Linked DNA regions of Zea mays: all the other regions are linked to region 1. The links are chromatin contacts, called in public Hi-C maps. All regions are on one chromosome and are shown on one strand. The core of a region is the stretch at or near the end of the contact, and the rest is flanking DNA. Distances in the headings are between cores, read along the strand shown.

Evidence for each region. Hi-C and Micro-C count contacts between places; a contact is called where the count stands out from the background.
Region 2: a Hi-C map of ear shows a contact between it and region 1, with 7 times the contacts expected there. The contact joins the promoter of LOC100191809 here to the promoter of LOC103654268 in region 1. A contact is called at or near these places in 3 of 25 Hi-C or Micro-C datasets (ear and leaf mesophyll).
Region 3: a Hi-C map of leaf shows a contact between it and region 1, with 5 times the contacts expected there. The contact joins the promoter of LOC542553 here to the promoter of LOC103654268 in region 1. A contact is called at or near these places in 2 of 25 Hi-C or Micro-C datasets (ear and leaf).

The regions. Positions count from the first base shown.
Region 1 is chr4:188,684,955-188,687,985 of Zm-B73-REFERENCE-NAM-5.0, reverse strand. LOC103654268 (clathrin heavy chain 1) reads right to left here and starts at 1,562. Exons shown (of 29, transcript XM_008681101.3): 1 at 1,312-1,562; 2 at 1,011-1,215; 3 at 170-258; 4 at 1-71. The coding sequence starts at 1,356.
Region 2 is chr4:188,401,212-188,404,242 of Zm-B73-REFERENCE-NAM-5.0, reverse strand. It overlaps LOC100191809 (putative RING zinc finger domain superfamily protein), which reads left to right and starts at 1,548. Exons shown (of 3, transcript NM_001137234.1): 1 at 1,548-2,319. The coding sequence starts at 1,642.
Region 3 is chr4:188,949,686-188,952,716 of Zm-B73-REFERENCE-NAM-5.0, reverse strand. It overlaps LOC542553 (ferritin 1), which reads left to right and starts at 1,520. Exons shown (of 8, transcript NM_001112093.2): 1 at 1,520-1,921; 2 at 2,166-2,249; 3 at 2,334-2,394; 4 at 2,479-2,566; 5 at 3,007-3,031. The coding sequence starts at 1,626.

The DNA of each region.
Region 1 (3,031 bases), core at 313-2,812:
GACCAGTGGTAAACAGATGTTTGTGTCACTAAACCCAACAATTTAGGAGTGATCCATTTCCAAAATACAACCTGCGGTTGAAGATTAAATATATGGAACATGTTACTTCAAGGACATCTCATTAACAGCTAGGGAGAAAATGTCAACAGTATCAGAAAGTGTTTTGTACCTGCTCGGGCATTTGGTGAGACTTGATCTTAGTCTTAGCCTCAATGTTAAATATTTGAAGGTGATCCTGTGTTGTTCCAGGTATTTGGGCTGCAAAATTTCAGCAGACATTTACCATTGTTCCATTTATAGTCAAACTACATTGCAAGCAACTACATATAGCCAGATACTCAGTGTCTGAATCAGTTATTTCATCTGAAGGTGGTAACAAGCATGTTATAAAAAAATGAAGTGAGTGAACTAAATCCATGCCCAAACTATAGTAAAATACCCCAGGCAACAGTAACTTTATTCAAGAAAATATGCACTTGAACATAAGTTCAACAAGAATGTTAAGTGAACAGGTAGAAAGTCATAACCAAAATGTGAGCAGCAACACTGATGCCTCAGATAGATATGAATGTATGTTAGAAACATAATGCTTGTATACTAGGATGAACTGAAGTGAACAAGACTAGTTGCAGTGATAACTATATGGATTTATTACAGATACCTCAGCAATCTAGGCAGACCCTTGTTCATTCTGCATGACTTGCAGGCAAACAGAGAGGTAGACATAAAACTCTGTAAACAGTAGTTATGATACAGACTCTCAAGCACAGGCTTGATGTCACTCACTAGTGCAATAAGGAACCAGAAGCTTAGATCGATCGGCTGTCCAGTTCATAAGGAGACGACTATTCAACAAGAACTTTGACTAGGACAAGCGCAATCCCATGGGTGGCAGCAGCAGGTAGGTAGGGCATGATGAGAATGAGACCACGCGCAGTGGAGTGAACCGAATGGGCTAGATCTAGGAGCTACAGGCGGTAGGTAGAGGGCTAGAAGCAATAGGTCCGAACCTTTCAGCGCGAGGATCCTGGCGTTGGGGTTCATAAGGGCGGAGTCGGCGGTGATAGGACGGCGGAGCGGCTGCATGGGCATGGCCATGTCGATGATGACGACGCTGTTCTGCGGGGAGGTCTCGCGGACGCAGATGTACTTCTCCGACTCCATGGTGACATGGGTGAAGGTGACGAACTGCGGCGCGATGCCTAGACTGGTGAGCTGCGGAGGACAGGCAAGCAACGAACGATCAGTAGGTGGGTAAGTGGATGGAGATCTGTACTGTAAGAGAGGAGAGGGAGGTGGCGGGGGTGTTACCGTGAGCGCCTCGCGCATGGCGATGGGGGCGTTGGCCGCCGCCATGGCGACGGGCGGCGGTGCCGAGATCTCTTTCGGCTAGTATGGAGCGGAAGGGCTAGCGGAGGCGGTGACGCGAGGTGCCTCCACTCGGGGGGAGAAGGAGAGATCTGATCTGAGGAGAGGGCCAGGGGGGACACAACACATCGCCACGTCGGTGCGGAGAAGGGGAAAAGAGAGAGAACATGATATTTGTTATTACAACAAAATATGTTTTCAAAATTATCATCGGACCCATGTTTCACGTTTCATAGACACACTAGTCAGTTATCCTCGTGCTACTTATATTCAGCATATTTATCATATTTATTCTTTATTGAACATAATGATTGTGATCTCGAGTGGTTAGAATAGTGTGGGAGGATGGAGAGCGATGGTTTGAGACATTTTTTACTTTTAAGTTTGTTGGAGAAGAAGACACACGAAGAAGAAACTCCCACTTAAATATAGTAGAGATATGGATTCAGTATTTATAAACACAGGGGTAATTATAACAAGGAAGCAACGTTTCAAGTGACAAAATTCTAATTATTTCGGAAAAAAAGCGAGCAGACGTCGGGGAACTTAGGGCATGTTTGAAACATGAACAACTTTTTTTTGAAAACATGGATTCTTAGATAATCATAATCTAGTTGTCACGATAATCTAGATATCATGGGGATTATATATGATTTAGGGTGTAGGAAGCGACAGATTTCTCCTATCGCGATGACTCGGATTTTGCATTCACGTTGATTTGGATGATATTCACAAAAGTGATTCTCATATAAGCGGGTTGAGAAACAAAATGTCTCGTGTGGACACTATTTGACAGGATTTTTGCAATTATGAAAAGCGGCAAGATGCTACGTCACAAAAGAAATGCATAGACGGCCAAAATAAAAACTAAACAGTGTTATTTCTTGCTCATTTGGAAAGCCTTCTTCATCACGCTTCATTGATGGAGCTCACTCTCGATTAAGTTGTTTGTCATGGATGACACTCTCCTCCTCGTCCAACTCCTTCCACTATACACTCCATCGCGACGTGAGGGACGTGGTCACGCACCTTGTTGTGTTGTGCCACTGCCACGACCACCACCACGCTCCTCGTGTTGTGCCACTATCACCATGCGCCTCGCTGTGTTGTGTTGTGCCACATGCGCGCCTCATCGGGCGACCTCCTCCACGTGGTATCTCATTGGTAGCCACCCCCACGCGGCACCAAGTAGACCCGGGAGCGCACGACGGTGTCATTCCTAGTCAGAACTCGGGCGCGACGGCGAACCCGACGAGGCGACGACCATGCCTGCGTCGGCGCGCGGTGGCATGCCGGTCACGCTCTCCGTGTACTTCTAGTGGAACTTCGTGTCGCGATCGGCCTCGAAGTGGCTGGGCAGCGGCTCGAGCGCGAAGGTTAGAAGGTGCAGCAGCCACACAACCTTGTCCATCCACAGGAACTCCACGTAGAAGGGCATCCGTGGGTGCGCGCCAATGTTGACCACCCTCTGGTGCCCTAACAAGAGAAGTTCCAGATTTACCTCCTCACTTGTCGACATTGTCTCTTAAGGCGGTTAAGCCTAAAACTGAGAGCGTAGCTCTGATACCACTTATAAGGATCTGATGTCGGCTAGAGGGGCTGAATAGGCTACCTATAAAGACTGAGCTCCAAAAGCGATCGGAACTACAAGCGATAGTGTCGT
Region 2 (3,031 bases), core at 299-2,798, 280 kb after region 1:
GGGGATGGGCATCTTTAGTTTAAACTGGACTTCTGTGTGCTCCTGAGCGAGTCCTTGTTGTACTGTAGGTTTTAGTTGAGCTGTTAGGTTGGAGCTCCTTTGTGTAACGCTTTGTGTAACGCATGCCTGGTACTGCTTTATTAGTTATTTGGTTATTATGTTTGTGTTGAGTTGTTAACTTCAGGGGTGCAAACCTGGATGCTTATTTAGTTATGTGACTACTGCTATTCGGTTTATGTTGTGGTTTGTTTTTATTTTTACATTTTTTGTAGCTACAATTATACTTATAATATGTTGTTGGTAGCCCTGTGGGGTGCTGGGGGCTCAAATTTATCATCTAAAGCAAAGAATTATTGATGTACCTGTAGCTTTTTGGTTCTTATAATTGCTTAGGGTTGTTACCTTTTTTGGTTACATATATACTGCTCTATTTGATTTTTTTTATTGAACTTCAAGAGAGTGCGTTTAGAGTTATTGCGGATAACTATGTCACGGATGATGGTCGGACGAGTGTTGTCCATTGTGCTCCTGCTTTTGGCGAAGACGATCATTGTGTTTGCCTTGCTGTTGGGATATTTGAGGTTGGAATTCTTTTTCTTTAATTCATGTACATCTTCACTAACTGATGTGCGACTAATGCTAAGGTATTAAGAGGTTAAGAGAAATGGGAAGATCAGTAAACCAGTAATCTCCTTTTCATAAACTTGGGGAAATAGCGCTATGTATTTAACTAAAATGACACTATTAAACCATAGGTCATAGGTATAATCCAAGTGTCACTACAGTTTTTATATAAGTTAGTTCACTGGAGAACAGACTTATCCGCCTTCAGTAATGCATTTGTTGTGTTCTTCCCACTACTACTGGTACTGAGCTTTTTGCTCACTAGGCAACGACTGATGAAGGAGTGGGCGTTGGCTGCAGGTGGCAAGCAATCGTTGCCTACATCAACGCCGGATGCTACTACTTCATTGGTATACCCCTCGACATTGCTCTCATAGTACGAGCGACCGTGCTAACTGGTAGATGGGTGATTCAGCCCTAGCCAAATTCTTTTGTGCGTGTATCAGCTGCTGAGGAGAGGTGATTCCAAGAATGAGTGCACTACTGCTATTGGCTTCAAGTGGATGCTTAATCAGGCGATGACTAAAACATGCAGTATAGACAATTTAATTGGATATCATTTTTCTTTTTATGTTCACTCAGTTCCAGTTCATTCACAACTAGGTGCAATGCACGGGCACTGACCTATCTTATATAATACACTACTAGGTGAGTGCCCGTGCATCACAGGCCCGAATTTCTCTTCGATGTCATCCCAGATAGCTCGCGGATGTCATCCTCTATCTCATAACTGCATAACACATATTTGTATATATAAGTTATCGAGATATTATATGTCCCCGTTGTAACGCACGGACCTAGTGTATATATATAAACAAACAAACAAAATAGTGAGTGAATTGGAGCGCGGCCTCACATAGGCCAGCCCGGTCTGCCAAGCCCACGCCCACTAGACGGCAACAGCCGGCCCACAACGAACGACTGCTTTTCTTTCTTTCTTTCTTGATCGAGACGATCGACTGCTTTGTCTCGCCTCCCCAAGCGAGAAGCGACCGACTCCCGCCGCCGTTGCCAGCCATGGACGGCGGTGACGACCTCGCCGCCCTGCACGAGCAGGTCGCCCTCGCATTCTCCGCCGCCATCTCGGCCTCCGACCTCGACCTTGCCTTCCAGCTCCAGGTCGCCGAGGCCATCCAAGCCTCCCTCGGCTTGCCCAATGCCGCCGCCCCGTCATCATCGTCGCAAGCCGCCCCAGAGTCATCCTCCGACGCCACCTACGCCTTCGCCGTCCAGGCCGCCGATCTCGCGCGCGCAGAGGAGGACCGCCGCGACGCCGAGGCCTGCCGAGCCGCCAACGCCCGAGCCGCCGCCAACGCCCGCGTCGTCGCGCACGACGCCCTCTTCGCCCGCGACCTCGCTGCCATCCCCGAGGAACAGTGGGACCACGACGGCGACTACTTCGAGCGCCCCGTCGAGTCCTCGCCCTGCCCGCCGTTCCGCGTCTTCTCCAAGGGCATGGCGAGCAGGGAGGTTGTGGCCCCGCGGGACCGGGACCCCAGCGTCGCCGTGCTCGCCGTCGCTATCTATGGGCCGCAGGGGGAGGAGGTCCTTAGGATACAGAAGCTGGTGGAGCGCTTCGTGGGTGGCCGCATGATGGTGGAGTTGATGGCGCTGATGGAAGGCCTCGACGCAGCTCTGGGGCTGGGCATCCGCAGTGTCACCATGGTTACGGGTTACGGCCCTCTCTACAAGCATGTATGACATGCCAAATGCCAACTCCTGGATAAATCCATGATTAAAAAGAAACTTCAAGATAAATCCTCCATCTATTTTATATTAGTTGATTGACTTCATGACTTGCCTAAGAGATATCGTTAGTAGAGAACGAGTCTAGTTGAATCAATAAAAAAACTATTTTAGTAGATAGATTTGGCGCTGCTGTTTCCATGTGCTTAGGATATTTCCCTGTTTTAGTATTGGTTCAATTCTGAATCTTACTGGGTACTCATCTGAGTGGACAAGCTAGCAGCGCTGTACTGTCTACTGAACAGGATTTGGTAATTTACTTTAGACTATAATTGGACTACTTATCTAAACTTGCGCTGCTTGTCTTGCTTATTACAGCACAGAGGAATAAGGATATAATCTATCCGTCAGACTTTTTCATTGATAGCCAGTTCTCAATGGTTTCTGTTGTTTTGTTGATTCCTTCTTTCATTTACCAGTTCAATTTGAAAACGTTGTACTGCTTTTTCTGCTCTCACTATTCATGAGAAACATATGAAAGTCCTGCTTTGTTAGTTAAAAAAAGCAGAAACCTAAGTGTTAGAATTTGAGATGTTACCACCCTTAACTTTTTTTGTGGTTTCAATGTATTTCTTTACCCATGCCTTGATCAATCATCATGTTTTCAGTCAATGGTTAGTTCACTAAGAAGTCAGTCGTACTCAATACTCACAAACATTTA
Region 3 (3,031 bases), core at 271-2,770, 260 kb before region 1:
GCTAGTACAACGTAGAAAGGGAGTAGTTCGTATTATGATTTGCACTAACCTCGTTAGGAGGGAGGGATAAACGATAGCTTTGTTTTCGAAATAAGAGGTAAAAACACAAAGTTAAAAATGGAGAGTAAAATTCGTGTCGGGCCTTGCTGTGCCTGAACCGAGCCGGCCCGTCTGGCCCATTTGACATCTATAACTGTACCCAACAGCTAGTTGATGAACAGAGACAAGGCGTGTGTCCACATGCAGACGTGGATGACGAGGACGGGTGTGGTGGTAGGCACCGGGCCAATCTGGTTCAGAGCGCGCGTGAGGTCGCCACGCGCTAGTGAGCTGAGTCATCAGTTGCTAGCGAGATCTGAAGGTACAGCCAACAACCATTCAGACGGGTGCGGTGGTCCTTCACTCCAACAAACAGCCTTGGAATTCTATGTGTGTCCTGTCGCAACCACGAATCTTCATCTTATCTCCTCCATCCTTGCTCGGGTCATCATCAGAGGCGTGTGCCGGCCGCACGACCACTTTTTTTATTTTATTTTATTTTAAATATACGTCAGGTTTGTTGAAATAATAACGTGCTGCCGTTAATTAGATGAACTGGACGATATAAATTCCAACACCTACAAGTCTCGTGGTTATCCTTTGCTGCTCTGCATTTACATTGAATACTAGGGGTCTGTTTAGTTTAGCTTCCTAGACCGGATTCGTTGTAAAAAATCTGAATTAACTATACAACAGAATAGATTTTTCATATTCATCTCTTCCATCTTACAAAAATGTCACGTTCTTATAAAATCTATAGTTGACAGTTATTTCAATCAAACAAAATAAAGATTTTCCACAATTGTTAATGTTCGAGGAGATTTTCAACATTCTCAACCAAAGGGGTGGTGTCTGTATGCACCACTTCTCCACCACCAAATTTAAAGCCATTCAAAAAAAATTATGTCTGTGACTGCACAAAGTTTGGTGAAATTGATGAAACGGGCCATCCGAAGCTTCGGAAACTATGAAACTGAAGTTGCAAACTTTAAAACATTTTGATAAGTCATTTTTATTTAAATTATTTTTAAAAACTATTTAAATTTATATTATACACCACGGCTTCACGTCAAAACTAGAACCTAGAACAATGCCAGACTCCTTATGGTATCCCTGCCTCATGGGAAAATAAGTTCTAGGACAAGGGGAAATTTGAGTTTATTTAGGGCTAGTTTGGGAACACTAATGTTTCATGAGATTTTCATTTTTCCAAGGGAAATTAATTTATTTTCCATTGGGAAAATGAAAATCCCATAGGAAATTAGTATTCTCGAACTAACCCTTGTAGTAACGGCGTATACCAAAGGAAAAGCTCAAAAAAAATGGACGCCTCCACCATCCAGAAATATCTCCCCAGTCCCCCGCCCGCCACGAGCCCTCCACGCGCTCCCTCCGCCTTCTCCAAATCTCAGCCGTCCACGTGTCTCCAATCTGCTACCCCCACGCGCCTATATTTATCCCTTTCGTTCCTCCAAGGCACAGCCGCACAATCCATCCATCCATCTATTCTCCAGTCCACCCATTCCATTCCACTACCCACGCGCAGAATTCACGCGAACGCACACGCACCCACACGACACATCCAGATGATGCTTAGGGTTTCCCCGTCCCCGGCCGCCGCGGTGCCAACCCAGCTCTCCGGTGCGCCCGCGACCCCTGCTCCCGTCGTCAGGGTGGCGGCGCCGCGCGGCGTCGCCTCGCCGGCCGCTGGCGCCGCGTGCAGGGCCGCGGGCAAGGGGAAGGAGGTGCTCAGCGGGGTCGTGTTCCAGCCCTTCGAGGAGATCAAGGGGGAGCTCGCCCTCGTGCCCCAGTCCCCAGACAAGTCGCTCGCGCGCCACAAGTTCGTCGATGACTGCGAGGCCGCCCTCAACGAGCAGATCAAGTAAGTGCTACTGTTACCGCACACTGCTCTGCTCTGCTATGCTCCTGCTTGCGTTCAGATTTTAGGATTTATGTGTGCTGTCTGTTAAGATGCTCTTACCATATTAGGCTATTTTTTGGGTGTTATCTGTCAGCCATTCCATCCATCTGTGAGATTTGATTTCGATTCAGCTCCACTAACCGAATAACAAATGTCTCCATACGACACCAATTTGACTCTGGAACCTCTCTCTCTGGCCGTGCAGCGTGGAGTACAACGCCTCGTATGCATACCACTCCCTCTTCGCCTACTTCGACCGCGACAACGTGGCTCTCAAAGGATTTGCCAAGTCAGTCGTCGCCTCTCGCCACCAAGTTCGGCTATCCATACCGATTTTACGTTTTCCTCTCTAACGATGATGTGGTTCTTCCAGGTTCTTCAAGGAATCCAGCGACGAGGAGAGGGAGCACGCTGAAAAGCTCATGGAGTACCAGGTATCATTTGACCCTCTGGTCCGTTCCATTCTGCTACATGCCAATACGTGCTGTGCGGTACTGACGGGACAATGCGCCTGCCAGAACAAACGTGGAGGCAGGGTGAGGCTCCAATCGATTGTGACGCCTTTAACCGAGTTTGACCACCCTGAGAAAGGAGATGCTCTGTACGGTAAGTTGCCGCTCATTTTCTTGCTTCTTGTTTGCCGGTTCTGACCTCTGGTTTAGGATAGGATCTGAATGCCCAAGTGCCTCAGAGGAGAGTCTGCGTGTGTGGTACTGGTAGTCTGGTAATGGTAGAGCAAGGAAAGTAACAAAAGCTCGCGGTTGTCCAGAACTGGAATTTATTCTGCGTCTGAACATAGTTGTATGACTGTATGAGTTGAAGCTTTCAGTATGTGCATCGATGGATGATGATAGATTCAAAGACTGGTAGCAATTCTACAAATTTAGGACGACTTATATAGAATAGAAGGCTAGCTATTGTTAGTAAATGTTTGGTTATGTATCAAGCTATGTTGTAGTTATGTTCATGCTTGAGCTTGACATAGTTGGAAGCTAATAATCTGTTGTCTATTTCTGATATGTGCCTCTCTTTTTTATTGATTTCAGCTATGGAGCTGGCTCTGGCCCTGGA